2 separate regions of the Mus musculus genome follow, and region 2 is linked to region 1. Evidence: chromatin contacts called from public Hi-C data. All regions are on one chromosome and are shown on one strand. Each heading gives the region's core, a stretch centred on a gene start, on an enhancer-like site or on the middle of the called end of the contact. The rest is flanking DNA. Distances are from core to core; before and after follow the strand shown. Region 1 overlaps Frmpd1 (FERM and PDZ domain containing 1). Region 2 has its middle 4.0 kb from the start of Tdrd7.

Evidence for each region. A called contact is a pair of places that touch in the nucleus more often than the background predicts.
Region 2: a contact with region 1 is called in a Hi-C map of rod photoreceptor, with 2.8 times the contacts expected there. The contact joins two enhancer-like sites. A contact is called at or near these places in 2 of 39 promoter capture datasets (the C10 cell line and embryonic stem cells), 1 of 484 Hi-C or Micro-C datasets (rod photoreceptor) and 1 of 115 datasets of contacts at active chromatin or transcription factors (extraembryonic endoderm stem cells).

The regions. Positions count from the first base shown.
Region 1 is chr4:45,206,883-45,210,953 of GRCm38.p6, reverse strand. All of the region lies in intron 1 of Frmpd1 (FERM and PDZ domain containing 1), which reads right to left. Among named protein-coding and RNA genes, the nearest start is that of Frmpd1, 24 kb to the right of the region's middle. Within about 2 kb of position 1,868, at least 46 of the 459 cell types and tissues checked have an H3K27ac peak or open chromatin away from gene starts, as enhancers often do. A contact at or near this core is called in rod photoreceptor, where this site is marked.
Region 2 is chr4:45,966,257-45,970,327 of GRCm38.p6, reverse strand. It overlaps a transcript of Tdrd7 not described here. Among named protein-coding and RNA genes, the nearest start is that of Tdrd7, 4.0 kb to the left of the region's middle. Within about 2 kb of position 2,222, at least 14 of the 459 cell types and tissues checked have an H3K27ac peak or open chromatin away from gene starts, as enhancers often do. A contact at or near this core is called in rod photoreceptor, where this site is marked.

The sequences.
Region 1 (4,071 bases), core at 619-3,118:
GCCTGTACGGTAATGTCCAAGGAGCAATATTTATAATTATTTATGATAGCCAAATGGCAGAAGCAACCCCAAAGGGCCTCAGTGATCAAATGGAAAAACTGATCATGGCACGGCCATACAACGGGATAGGATTCAGCCGCTAAACAGGATGAAGTAATGCTGCGGGCTTACAACGTGGATACATCTTAAAGACACGTGGATTGAAAGAAGCTAGGCACAAAGACAAAATACCATAGGTTCCCATTTATATTTAATGTCCAGAGTTGGCAAGGCTACGTAGAGACAGGAAGCAAACTGGTGGCTGCCAGGGCCTGGCAGGAAGGAGGGACTGAAAAGTGCTGCTTAATGGGATTATGTGGGGATGATGAACACTTTAAAGTAGACAGCAGTAATGATTATATAACAGTACAAGTCTATCTAAACGCCACCAACTGTATACACTGAAATGGCTAGGGCTGGAGATGGCTCAGCAGCTAACGGCACCTGCCACCAAACCAGAAGCACGAGTTTGACCCTTGGGATTCACATGGTGGGAGGAGAGAACCGACTCCCAAAAATAAAAAGTAGATTTTATGTTGAGCATTTTACTATTTCAAGAAGTATGCAACTGACTAGGTCAGATGTATGTACAAGGGAGGGAACAAACCCCATCCTGTATGGACTCCACAGATGGACTCTAGGTTAGCACCACCACTGGGGATGCTCAATGCTATGCGGGTGCACAAGTGCCCAGGAGCAGGGCTGAACGTCTGCAGGGACCGTCTGAGCACAGAGGTCTTTAGAGCCTGTGGTGTCTGGTGTCCCAGGCACTCAGTAGAAAGATTCTTTTCCTTTTCCACAGACACATTGGTTAGTATGAATATCTTCATTCTCATTAGTAGAAAAACTATTGACCACCACCTGGGAAAAATCTGACCATATTGTAGCACGTGGACTAAGATCTAGATCTGAGTTTTTACCGTGAAATGATTTATCATGTCACTGGGGCACCAGCAAATTTCCAAAACCCTCTGGGCACATCTGATACCATGAGCGCCAAAACCAAAATCCACAACTGCTTGGGAAATTTAGACTGAGGGCTCCCAGAGCAGTGGCTCATCACTCTAGTGGACTGAGCTGTGACTCCAGGGGTCTGTCTAGGAAGTGGGGTGGGCTCCCAGTCCTACCAGATCAAAGCCAGCCACAATCACAGCACAGTATATCAACAATGGCTTCCAGAGCCAGGCCCAAGGCATGCTTTTCAGGCCTGTGACCCATGGCCTGTGACACCAAGGTTTTGTTCTACCCCGAGGTTCCTTGTCTGAAGTCCATACCTTCCCACAGATGAGGTACTGGCCATAGCTTTAACTCTTTATTTTTGAGTCCACACCCTGGGGTTCAGACTCTAGTTTTCAACCATCTCTAGCTGAAGGGGGGAGGCCTCTAAGCCAGTGTGACCGTCCCACCAATGTCTAGCCACTCTTTCACCCATGCTGGGTATGATAGTGGGGACCCAGGTTACCTAGTCATGGCCCCTGCCTTAGAAGTCCTTCTGTTCTGGAGAAGGTGAAACACACTCTTAGCCAATACAGTTCAGAGTGTGGGGTCCTTAAGAAAAAGGGTGCAGCAGAACACATTCTGATGAGGAGTCTAAGAAGCACCTCCTTCAGGGCCAGCATGGGCTCATTTCTGCTTGAGGCCTGATTGCTGTCAGACAGCCAAGAGTGCCAGGTGCCATCTGCCAATCAGGACCCCGTGCAAGTTTCAGGTCAAAGGGTTACTCCAGTTGTCTTAATTAAGCCCTAATTAAGTATTCTGCCCGGAAACCTCCCTCTTGTAGAGCTGCACTGTTTACAGGGACCGATTCAGGGAATCGGGTCAGCTGTTGGGTGTCGGCAGCCGTTAGGAGCGGCACCGTCAGCTGTAGAGGGATGCTAGTGGGGTTCACGGATTCCACCCCCCCCCACCACAAGACTCAGAAATACAGAATGCCAGCCCTTGTGAAGCACTTGGCCCTGCCCCTAGCCTCAGCAGTGCCCAGCTTTGCCCATGGGGAGAAGGGAAGGGGCGTGTAACTAAAGGCCTGCCAGGCACTGTAGGAAAGAAAACCAGAATGACTGGCAGACGGTAGCCGAGTAACCAAGCCGCTGCACCCCTTGTCACTGAACTGTTAAATAAATACTACTAACCAGAAATCACGGAGCATTCCAGAAACTACTCTCAATACCAGCACTTTGATTTAATGTGGGCTGTAAACTATAGGCTATATACCTATATAACTATAATCTGCAAAACCATTGCCTTATAGAGGAACCAAACCCTCCCTTACACTGGGCATAGACAGGCAGGAAACACAAATTTGATCTAACGAGTAAGGTGTTTCCGGTTTGGGTGGTAAATCCTTGGAGTGTGTACTTTAATGTCTGTTTGTGCCACAAGGAGACCTCGTCTAAGGATGGGAGAGGTCTCTGGGGAGGGACGGCACAAAGATTCCCTGGAGAGTCAGAATGTGCCGAATGAAGGCACACTGGTCTGAGCAGCAGCAGGTACACACCCCAGGGTACCCCAATTCTACCCCTGCAGGAGCTTCTTCTTCCCATAACCACATCTCTCAGGTCTATTCACATCCCAAAGCCCTGCCACCTCCATTTAAGATTCTGATTGGAAGAAAAGTCAGAAGTTGGATTTATTCTGTCCTAAGTAGCCACTAGCAAGCACACACAGGGACAGGACCCTGGCACCTGCATCAACAGCAACAAAAGTCCCTGCCCGCTCTACTTCCCAAGCCCAGAGCCCAAGTTTAGGGGCATCCATCCGAGTTTGGGGGCCATAGGTATAGCCCAGTGGTTAGTGCCGGCTTAGCATGCATGAGGCCCTGGTATGAGCTCCAGTGTCGCTTAAACAAACAGAAAACAAAACAAAACAAAAACAACAGCAAAATCCAGCCACTCCCTGGCTCCCGTGAAAGGGCCTCCTTAAACCTCTCCTTCTTCTCAGACCACCACTGCACATGATCGAGCTGGCATGGCCTCGGAGGTGGGCCACTGCACCTGGCCCCCTGACCTTGGTGTTCCTCTCTCTCTCATCTATACCCCCATGTCATGGAATGATCGTCTTAAGATGTAAATCTGACTGTCACTCTCCTGCATAAAACTCTCTGTCACCCCATAACTTTTAGAGTGATTTGTGAGGTTCTCCCTGTGAGCCCTGGGCTTCTGTCTCAGCTCTGCTACTTCATTAGATGGCTGCCGGCGAGCAGATTAACTCCCCACTGATAAAGTGCTGATAAGAACAGCACCTGTCTCACAAGGCTGCCATGAGTTGAAGGGAGGAATTCGTGGAACTGTTCAGAACATGCTGTCCCTGGCCCAGAAGCGCAGCACAAATGGTAGCTGCTATAATCATTTCTAGGCTGTCAAGGCCCTAGCTGGTCAGGCTCTGTGTCTCTTCTCTCTCTTGTCTGTCTGACTGTCTGTCTGTCTGTCTGTCTGTTTTTCTCTCTCTCTCTTCATCCCTCCCTCCCTCCCTCTTTTTCTCCAGCTTCCTTGCTTGCTTTCTTTCTTTCTTTCTTTCTTTCTTTTTTCTTTTTTCTTTTCTTTTTTTTTTTTTTTTTTTTTTGGTTTTTTGAGACAGGGTTTCTCTGTATAGCCCGCTGTCCTGGAACTCACACTTTGTAGACCAGGCTGGCCTCAAACTCAGAAATCTGCCTGCCTCTACCTCCCAAGTGCTGGGATTAAAGGCACGCGCCACCACACCCGGCTTCTCCTTGCTTTCTTGTCTCTCAATACTCTCACATTCCAGAAGGTTCCAGCTCCTCTGTGCTCTTGCTTACAGATCAGAATCTTTCATTATCGCCAAGTCTACTCTTCCCACTGCTGCTGACCTGTAGGGTTCATTACCATCTTGCTACTGTTCTGTTTGTGTTTCTGTAGGGCTGGGGTTCAGACCCAGGGCCTCACACATACTAGGCAGCTACTCTACCCCTGAGCTACATCCACAGTCCCAGTCACTGCTTTGCAGCACAGCCTCGGAGTTGAGCATCTGCCATCGCAATCAACCTCAGAGCATTTCATGGCTCCCCGTCCATCAACC
Region 2 (4,071 bases), core at 973-3,472, 760 kb before region 1:
CAGGAGCACCATATGTAGGGAACCGCAGGATGTGCAGCCTTTGTGCCTGGGTTTTCACTTAGTGTAATGCGTTCGTGACTCATTCCTGTTGAGCTTATCAATAGTTACTTCCTGTTGATGGCTGTCACTGTATGGCTATGCACAACTAGTTTATTCCTCGAATTTAGTGTGCATTTTTGTTGTTTCTAGTCTGGGGGGGGGGGCCTGTTCTGGTCCAAGCACCTATAAATAACCATTGTGTAGTCAAATGGTTTTCTCACATACATACCAGGGAATAGAATTAATGTCAGGATGTAGGAGAAATGTATTGTTGATTGTATATATTTATGGATATGAGTATATGCTTATGTGTATTTAACCATAGATAATGTATAATTATATGCATAATTACATGTGAATGTCAAAGTGCAATCTTAAGTGGCCACATCTCTTTGTACTCCCATTTTTATCCACGACTCCGCCCCCTGTAAAGCATGAGTCCACTCATTCTCAGTACTCAGCATCACCAGGCTTTTAAAATGGAGCTTGACCCTGTAAGGGTGGAACATTGCCGCTGCGGCACTGAGGGACCGGTCTCATATTGAGGCTTTAACTCGCCTTTCTCCATGATGGCGTGGAGCATCTTTTCCTGTACACAGTGGCTTTTGTATTTGTTCTCGAACAATGGGCAAAACTCCTGTTCTGTAGGTGGATTTAGCTGAGGTGTATCAGGAGGATTCCTCAGAAGCTGAACTGCAGCAAGGAAGTTGTATGATCTTGTTTTGTTGCTCGATTTATAGCTGGAATTCGGGAAAATGAAGACTTTTTTTTTTTTTTGAGACAGGAGCCTGTCTTGTGGCTGAGACTGACATTGAACTGTCCCAAGTGCTGGAATTACAGGCTGCCATGCCCAGCTCAAACTGGCTATGCTTTAGACTTGGGGTTCTTATCCTTTTATGGAACAGTAAGACAGAACATATGAGAGCAACACAGATACACAGGATTTTACAGAGTCAAGTTCCACACATTAAAAATTCCCTTAGGGGAAACCTCAGAGTCAAAGGTCAGTATTTCAAAATAGATAGAATGCAGTCCAAAGGTGTTCTTCCCCCACGGAAAGACCAAACTCATCCTAGGTCACCAGGGGCAGAGGCAGATGGGCAGGTCTCTTGCTATGCAAGAAAAAAAGCACACACATCTCTCATTTCCAAGGCTGCAGAGAGGTCCCAGAGTCCTGAATACGTGGCTTTTGCAAAGGGACAGCCTCCTGGTAGATCATTTGGGCCTTTGGAGACTTCACCAGAGGGAATTTATCGTGGAAAGAAGGTACAAAGCTAGGACCAAGTGTAGGGAGAAAGATGACCCCACTGCCGCCTCATCCCAGGCTAAAAAGGATGGAGCAATAAAAACCTCCACCAAGTTAAGTGTGGTTGTACACACCTTTTAACTCAGCACTTAGGAGGCAGAGGCAGGTAAATCTCTGTGAGTTCACAAGCCAGCTTAGTCTACATAGCAAGTTTCAGGGCAGCCAGGGCTACCTAGAGAGGCTCTGTCTTAAAAAACAAAACAAAACAAAACAAAAACAAAACCCTCCATTAAAAGCCCTCCATGCATTTTTGTTGTTGTTGCTGTTGTTCATCCTGCCAGCCTACTTGTTTAAACAGAGCCATACGGGAGGCCCCAGGACACTTGGCCAAGGCGGGAGGATCCAGGGCTCCTGGAGGAGCACTGTACCTCCCCTTCTTTATACTAGTTCAGCAAGACCAGGAAGGGCCTGGTTTCAAGCATGTGTCTATAGCCCTTTCCCTCTTATCTGACAGGTCTATAACACAACCCAAGATCCACACGTTCTTCATTCTCCACCTCACAAATACTGGGAAGGGTTGCAAATCCCCCCTTCCACATCTCAAGTGGCATTTGGAGACACTTCAAGCGCTGCTATCTCACCTTCTATCCAGAACATCTGTCGCTTCTTTATATTGTCTCCAAAAAGAAAACCCCAAACACATCCACAGGACTCGGATTTCTGTCACTTTCCATCCCGTCAGTGAACTTCAGGGACTGGCTTGTGACATTATTCAGTGTCATGGGTGGTACTCCTCTGGAAACCTCCCTCACAGCCCTTCCCCCAAACCTATTGCTCTCTTAATTGAGTTTCAAGATGGTGCTTTGTTCCTCTGAGGATTCTCACAGAATAGCAGTGCGAGGAGGGCGAAGCTTTCCATCCCCCCTGTGTACTGCTTAACTGAGTCCCCATTCTCCTAGTTGCTAAGCTGCAAGTGGCTTTTGCAGCATTCCGCCTGCCACTCAGCCATTGTGCTGAGCTGTTTTTGCATCCAGGTGGAACCCAGCTTCTCAGGCACTGGTTGCTTCCACAAGGTCAGGAGAATTAGATCCGTGACAAAAGGTATCTCTGGAGAGATCTCTGTTTGATTAATCATTAATGACATGGTCACTCCCAATCCTGCTACCCCCATCCATGAACAAATGGAGAGAAATTTCTAGACAACTATGCTTGTTTTAACTGAGTAAGGAAAAAAAGGTGGGGGGAGAGAGCAGCAAAATCAGAACACAAAACAAAAGGGAGGGATGGCCAGAGCCCTGGTGAAATCCTGGGCTTGTGGAGCTCAGGGCATGCTGAGCAAGCAAAACCCCCTAAGCTTTCCACAAAGGCCTCCAAGGTGAGTCAGCTGAAAGGCCCTAATCCCCTGGAGGGTGATCAGGGACGCCTCAGAGGCCACAGAGCCACCAACAGTGGAAAAGAGGAGATAATGCAAGCTTTAACACAGTGTCTCTCAACCTTCGTAAAGCTTAACCGCTTTAACACAGTTCCTCATGTTGTAGTGACCCCCCCAGACATAAAATTATTTTTTTCTTGCTACTTCATAACTGTGATTTTGCTACTACTATTAATCATAATGTAAATACCTGTTATGCAGGATATCTGACTCCTGTGAAAAGGATTGTTTACCCGACAAAGGGGTCGAGACCCATAAGTTGAGAACCACTGTTTGAACACTCTGCGTAGAGAACCTAGAGGGTAGAACCTGCTGTCTAAGAGACCATCTTCACTTTCCTGCTTCAAATTGTGCATCATTCATACAGCTTAGGCAGGACTTGCAATACAGATGGTGTCTACTAAGCACTATCAGGAAGCTGAGAAAAGAGGCCCAGCTATTTAGCAAGGCATGAGATTAGCTAACTGGTGCTTCAAACAAGGCACTGAAATCATGGATAAACCTACTGGTACAAAAATTAGGCTGTAATAGTTGCTGGGAGGGAAGAAAGGGGACAGCAGTGACAAGAAACGGCACAGGAACCTGAGGGGTGGGACACTCGTCAACGGCTCACAGACTGAAATGGAAGAACAGTCAGGATTCAGGAAATGAGCTTCCTAGGCAGCAGTGCACAGTCCTGACTTGTTGATGTGTCCGCAGTCAAAGTCCAAGGCTACACTGAACTGAATTCCAAAGCCCTTTGGCTCCAGTTCTAGCTTGGACCCCTTTCCACAACAAAGCTAATCCAGTTAAGAGGCAGAAGAGCTTCTCTGGGGCTGTCGGATCAACTCCTAGTAATCAGTGAGTGGTTCATCCGTGGAGAAGCTGCCCTCCCCCTCCCAGGGCATTCTAGATTCTCAGGAGGGTAATTTTAGTTGTCACAATGACAGGGGAGTTTAGTCTGGGCCAGTACCTACCTAGGTGCTCGTTGTCTCGTGCACTTATCAGAGAAATGTCCCTTGTTCCAACTAAAGTGTGAATGAATGTCTGGCCAGCTATTTGTGTAGATAACAAAAGCCTCTTTTCTGTATGAGCACGGATTTCTTTCCCTACAATTTTATGATTTTTTTTTTTTTTTTTTTTTTTTCAGAGGCAGGGGTTAGGGAGCCGTGTCAGAAGTAAATGAGTAGAGGAAGCTTTAAAATGATTATCATAAAATAAAGTTTGGGAGCTGTTTCCTGGGCCCTATGGATTTAAATACTGCTAGAAATTCCCTGACAATCAACCCCACCCAGAAACATGGACGGCAAGAAATTTCTGGTTACAGCAATAGACTCGGGACACGCAGGCATGCCATTATTGGACTTCCCCATCA